Regions from separate parts of the Mus musculus genome. Here region 2 is linked to region 1. Evidence: chromatin contacts called from public HiChIP or PLAC-seq data. All regions are on one chromosome and are shown on one strand. Each heading gives the region's core, a stretch centred on a gene start, on an enhancer-like site or on the middle of the called end of the contact. The rest is flanking DNA. Distances are from core to core; before and after follow the strand shown.

Region 1 (3,215 bases), core at 390-2,889:
ATTCTTGCATGCCTGGGGTTTGAATCAAAATAATGACATCTCTGACTCCTCTCCTCAGGGCATTAAATTTTAATCTTCCTTCTCTTTGGGATAATTAGAAAGAGAGAGAGACAGAGAGAGAGGGAGATGTGGGGGCTGGGAAGCAAACTGGGAGGAGACATGGATAGCAGAGGCCGAGTGGGGATTTCTTCAAGGCAGCTTCTTCCAAAATCAGGAAGCTACTCTGAGGACTGGTGGCTGCACGCTGAATCCTTTTGCAGGGACAAAGGACTGGGCCTAGGGCAGGTGGCAAGGGGGACAGGCCAGGGTGGCTCCTGACAGGGACCTGGGGCCAGAACCATGCATATGAACTAGAGAAGGAGACTGAGAAATCCCTTCAGGTGATCATAGGACTTTTGTCTTGGCTAAGCAGAGTGAGCAAAAAATCAGGCTTCTCAAAGCTTTAGTTGTTCCTAGGATCCATATTCCCTAGAGGACTTGATAGAGGGCCTTGTGAGGTAACAGTCTGCATCATGGTTATAGCTAGTTCAGCCCTCTGACCCCCAGCCCTGGTAAAACGTTACCACAGAGACAACAACCTGGCCATCTGGGAACATCAGGCCCCTGTTGACTTCCGAGGCAGGAGGGGGAGGTTCCTTCTGGGCTCCTTAAAGGGTGGGTTGGGTTAAGATGAGATGAGAGGCTCCCTGGGCGATTCTAAGTGCATGTCAAAATATTTCTCTTTTTTCCATCTGTGGTTATAATTTAAAAACCCAATAAGCAAACGTCTTCAGTTACATGAGCAGTCCTCACCGGAGGCTACAAAGTAGAATAGAGCATTGTAGCCCCCAGCTCTTGTGCATCTTAACAAGCGTAGCTCACCTGCCATGGCTGTTTGGGCTCACTCTTGCCTGAGTCCTTAGGTATTGTGGTGGTTTCTATATCAGGACATGCAGTACAGCGTTTGCCTTATAGCAGAGGGTCGGGAGATGCTTGTTGAAGGAATGAGTAATGGTAGACACTCTGAACGGGAGCGGGTAACAAGAGGCCACCACTTTAGGGCTCCACGTGGATTGTGATCTAGAATTGGTGTCAAAACAATAGCAGATTAGAATGGAAAATGTTTCAGATGTCCATGTGTATGAATGGAGCGAGGCATCTGGTCTGGGGGCCCTGCTTAGGTGCGGCTGTCTTACACTCAGGAGTCTTGCAAGCTGGCTTTCCTCTGCTACTGGCACAGATGCCCCTTTCTTTCTGAGCTTCCCTATGCCTGTGGTAATGATAACCTAGATGGTCATTCTGTGGATGACGACGTAGGTTGACTATTTGGGGGTCCAACCAGTGGGAGAACAGTGGCTCAGATGTACCCCAAATGGGAAGCATTAAGGAAACTGGTGCAAAATACCTGCTTCCACTCTGTAGGACAGATCATCAGAAATGCACACAGATGATGTAGCTGTTGGTAAAGAAACACCTAAGCTCTCCTAGAGGAGTCTGCAGAGCCAGGTTCATGGTGCTCTCTCTCCATCGCAGACATTCTGAGAAGACGACAACGGCATTCAAGAGAATCACTCTGAGCAATGAGACCAACTTCAAGTTGTCACTGACACACTCAGGAAGTGCCCACAACCAGGCAGCTTGAAGGGCTGGCTTCTCATGCCTCTGTGGTGTGGGGCCCACTTCCCTACAACTCATTGCTTCAGTCACTGCCCGACCCTGTCCCTTCTTTCCAACATCCTTTCTCTCCTGCTCTTTGGGGCTGACCCTCAGCAGCCCACCAGCTCTCATCTGCAGCCCACCAGCTCCCATCTGCTCCACCTTCACGGTCTGCTCCTTAGGAGGACCCCAAGAACTTCGTACCGACCCATCTCTTTTGGAGAGGTTCGGTGGCACACTTCCCCCTTCACACTAGCCAGACTCTGTCTGTTGAGTCAGTCTTGACCCCTGTCCTGACAGAAGCCTGTGCAACCCAGCCTTACCAAGAATCCCCAGGTCAGAGCCAGCATAATAGTGCATGCCTGTAATCCTCACCCTTGAGAGGCTGAGGTGGGAAGATTGGGGCTAGCCTAAGCTATTCAGTCAGACCTTGTCTCAAAAAAAAAAAAAAAAAAACAAAAACAAACCAACAAACAAACAAACCAACAACAAAGAAAAACATGCCTCTCTCAGCCCACTCAACTCTGCTTCAGCCATGTAAGTTCCCAGTTCTCTTTGCAGGGTTTAGAGTTAAACCCTATCTCTCTCCTCCTAGTTCAAGTTCTCTCTTACCATAGTCTTGACTAAACTCTTTTGGTTGTTTTAAACAAGTATCAGAAAGTTTACATTTTAAAACAAGGTTCACTTATATTTACTCTGAGTGTTTGTCCCTGTGTATGTCTATGTATCACCTGCATGCCTGGCATCCATAGAGGCCCGGATGCCCTGGAATTGGAGTAGCAGATAGTTATGAGCTGTCAGGTAGATACTGAAGACTGAGCCCACGTCCCCAAGAGCAGCCAGTGCTTCTAACTGTTGAACCATCTTGATAGCCCAGGATATTTACATTTTTAAACAAAGATGATCTAGAAAGATAAGTTAGCCTTTGGAATGGGCTACTGTTGAGTTCTGTGTCTGTGCCCTGGTTATTCGGTTACGGCTAATGCCGGGTGTGGAACCTTACCACTGAGGGCGAACCACTCCAGAAAGAGGCATGTCTGGATGAGCAGTGATGGGCTTCTCTATTTGATTGGGTAAGATTTGATGTAAGAGGGGCAGAAGAGCCTGAGGGACAGGAGGGATGCTCAATAGTGAGTGGTCCAGAAGTTGTCTTATAAATGTCTTCCTTGCTGGAACATCCCTGACCTCACACAGCTCACAGCGTGACACCACATGAATGAATGACATTACATGAATGGACATCAACCCAACATCTGCTTAGGTTAGCTGACAAGGAGAAGATAACAGAAAGGCAGAAATCTCCATAGTGGAGAAGAGAAGGCTGGGTGGTGAGGTGGGAAGATCTTGGGCCGTCGGAAATCTGGGTTTGAATCTTAGCATTTTTTTTAAATCTTAGGGAAGTTCCTTGAGCTCTCTGAAGCTCACAGTCTCACCTGCAAAATGAAAATCCTGGCAGCATCATTATGACTAACTTGTATATGTAAAGGACTTAGTGCGGTACCTGGGGACCTTGCTTCTATATGCATCTTGGCTCACTCGGAGCTCTGACAGACTGCACTTTGCTGTTGAGGTCCTTGTGG
Region 2 (3,235 bases), core at 281-2,780, 72 kb after region 1:
TCCAGCTATTTATTTGTGAAATAAGCCACCCAGGACGGTGCACAGTGTGGGGTAAGTTGGTAAAAACTGTGAAATGCAATTTGTATAACATGATCTATGGGTTATTAAATTCACTTAGCTCTGAGCAGGCCTGAAATTGAGCAATTACTTTTGGTTTTCCTGCCTCTGTCCTCCAGCCATGAACCTAATAAGTCACTGGAGACTTTGTCCCCAGTCTGGTCCCAGCTGGACTCTGGGCTGAGGAAAGGCGTACGGCCCTGTCTGAGAGTGTGAGTGGATTGGAAGGCTCTTGAGACCTCTTCTGAGGGAGGCTTCTGGGGTCTGTGGAAAGCTGGTTGGAAAGGTGGGGGTCAGGAGATGCTAGCTATGTGCAGGATGCCACACAGAGAGGGCTGGTAAACTCAGGGAAGTATCTTCCACTAAAAGTGACTCCCTTCCCTAAGCAGGGATAGCTACTTCCCAGCTGATTTATAGAGAATAAAGAATGGGGCAAAGGAAGGCACGTGTGCAAGGGAGGAAGCACACAGTGGGTGAGTGGATGCTACTGTAAATCTCAACTGTCACATGCTCTTCCCGTGTCTGCCTGCTGGGAGGCCATGAATACTTCCGTGTCCCCAGTGCCTGGTCCAGAACAAGACCATGGCTGAGATAGAACTGAAGACTGAAAAAATCCCCTCCTTCCTCCTGCAGACTTCTGCCCTGCATCTTGAGTTTACTTTGTTCAGTGAACTACGAAGACAGCATACATAGCACAGGGCATCAGAGCACCTCTATTCACTTCTCCAGAGAAAAGCATGGAAGGAAGGGAATGCAGCCCTCAACAGGGCATCATTTCCAGCTGCCCACTGGCACTCTGTGAAAACAAACGCAGCTGCCAGTATGCTGACTGACAGGGACAAAGGGGGCATCCTCAGCTGACAGGGACAAAGGGGACATCCTCAGCTGACAGAAACACTTGGGACAGGGAGCTGAGAAGACCACAGCTTGTTGGAGCTGTGGGTCCAGCAGGAACAGGGCACGGGGGGTTTGCAGAATTTCTTCTGAATTCTCACAGCATCACCCAGCACCTGATTCTCCCTGCAGAAGGTCAGCTGGAGTCCTCGACAGCACCCTACACCGCTGGCACCCATCCCCTTCCTCTCTTGCTTAGCATCTAAGACTAAAGTCGTGGGCTAAAGGAAACCATTTGATAGCAGGAAATTGACTCAGTCCATCCTTCTCCAGCCAGAGTCGCTCAAGCCCTGAAGTCATTTGTTATGTCCTGTAACGTAAATGGCAAAAACAAAAAAAAAACACTTCTCCTAATCCACTAATGGCTTCCTCAAACAGTGCATAATTCAGAACCTTTCCTATTTCCCAGCTGACAAAACACTCTGTTAATAAAAACATCTGAAACCAGCCCATTCCCGCTTTTGTTTTGACTTAGGAATTAACATCTAGTCTCCCGAGTTTTGAGTTAACGAGATTTCCCTGCATACGCTATACAGCTCCATTCCTCACAACTAAACCAAGCGCTGACTCGGCTTCATCCATGTGGTTGCAGGCAGGGGTGTGGCCATGGGCAGATGTCCTCAAGTGGCATGGGTTCTCCCATCTCAGGCACAGAGCCCCGCCCATGTGACCACGCAGGCAACCACACTTCATGCAGGCAGTGGTGGCTATAACAGGCTCAGTGGGGTGGAGGTTTGAAGTCAAGGTCTAACAACTTGAAGATTTGTGACAGGAGCAGTCATTGTCACTGAGGAAGGTCTTCTCTAGTCTCCATTCTGTGACCAGACTTTACAGCTTCACCTTGCCCTTGGTTAGCTCAGTCTTGGAGCACAAGGTCTGCAAGGAGCATACAAGGCAAAGAGACCCTGCTCTGCCTGCCCCTTATTCCTGTCTGATCCCTCTGTTTCCCTCTGCTCTGGAAGAGACAAGTAACAAGAGCTTACTCTGTAGCTTAGGCTGATCTCAATCTCCAGATCCTCCTGCCTCAACCCGCCAATTACTGGGATTCCGGGGATGGGGGGTGGGGGGTGGGGGACGGGATGCCAGCATCCCCTGTTCATATCTAGAGTTTGAACCCTGAGTCCAGAGATAGCTTGTAACTGCTGCTTCACACTGTTCAAGCTCAGCTGCTTATTGTATTAACGCCAGTCCAAATGTGAAGAGCATCCACCCGGTGCCTTCTCACCTTCCAGCGTTCCCTCACAGAGCTTGAGAATAAAAGCATGAAGACTGGCTGGTGACAAAGGAAGGCAAAGTAAGCTGTCAGGCAACTGATGTGGGACTGGAGGCATGAGTAGGCTGAAAACCCTCCAAGAGGGCTTATGAGTAGGTCTCTAGCAGAGTTGTGGTGTGCACCGAAATTCTAAGTTAACTGAAGGAAACTGATATTTCAGTGGTATGCTATACGAATATTGTCAGGACCCACCCCTCTCCATGCTAATGCCTTCTGGAATGTGGATATCAACCCTGACATCTCTGGACACCCCCCAGGAACAGCCTGCATCACCCTGAAATGCGTGTTATCTATGGGAAACCTTAGGCCTTGTCTGAGCTGAGAGTCAGCCATGCTGACCCCACCAAAGCTTGCTGGGAATTGTCACTCAATCCAAAGGGCCCTGAACTTCAGCAGAGCCCAGGCAAGAGCCCTGCCTTCCTCCCCCAGGGCTCTTAGAGAGCCTTCTTCCCAGACCTACCAGGACAACCTAGCTGAATGCCTGCCTGCTGTCCCCTGTCTGCCATGGTCCCGTTACTCCCTCATATTGGTGTGAGACACTCCCAACATGGCATGAGACCCCCATCTGACTAGCCTGGGAGGATAGGCTGGAGTTCTGTGCACCCTCAGATCTCTGCAAGGCTCTCTCCTCCAGCAATCCTATGAGCCACCAATCTAAGCCCTTTACTAAGAAACTTTACTCTTTGCCCTTTTAAGCAACTGCCATACATTGCATCCCCTGCTCAAGACCAGAGCCAGCCATTCAGAAAAGGCAGGAGAGAGCCCATAGACAGCCATCGGTTGACTTCCCATTACCATTGTGCCTTAATTGAACTTATTTATGTGGGTCAAGACGGCCCCCATAGGCTTTCTTATTAACTGCCTCATCCACTTAGGCCTCTGAAATGGCCTTCTTGGGCAGTTTTGGATGTGATTCTCTGCTACTGCCTGGGACACAGATCCTTCTCATTGATTATGAGGAATATAAAAAAAAAAAAATAATGCTGGGCTCTGGTTGAGCATCTGGAATTG

Evidence for each region. HiChIP or PLAC-seq counts read pairs in DNA pulled down with a chosen protein or histone mark.
Region 2: an H3K27ac HiChIP or PLAC-seq map of microglia shows a contact between it and region 1, with 3 times the contacts expected there. The contact joins two enhancer-like sites. A contact is called at or near these places in 2 of 484 Hi-C or Micro-C datasets (bone marrow-derived macrophages and nephron progenitors) and 7 of 115 datasets of contacts at active chromatin or transcription factors (bone marrow-derived macrophages, craniofacial prominence, embryonic hindbrain and 4 more).

Annotation. Positions count from the first base shown.
Region 1 is chr7:48,973,787-48,977,001 of GRCm38.p6, forward strand. It overlaps a transcript of Nav2 not described here. Among named protein-coding and RNA genes, the nearest start is that of Gm32849, 66 kb to the right of the region's middle. Within about 2 kb of position 1,640, at least 2 of the 459 cell types and tissues checked have an H3K27ac peak or open chromatin away from gene starts, as enhancers often do. A contact at or near this core is called in microglia, where this site is marked.
Region 2 is chr7:49,045,956-49,049,190 of GRCm38.p6, forward strand. Gm32849 (a long non-coding RNA gene) reads left to right here. Exons shown (of 2, transcript XR_391458.3): 1 at 1-3,235. It also overlaps a transcript of Nav2 not described here. Among named protein-coding and RNA genes, the nearest start is that of Gm32849, 6.3 kb to the left of the region's middle. Within about 2 kb of position 1,531, at least 32 of the 459 cell types and tissues checked have an H3K27ac peak or open chromatin away from gene starts, as enhancers often do. A contact at or near this core is called in microglia, where this site is marked.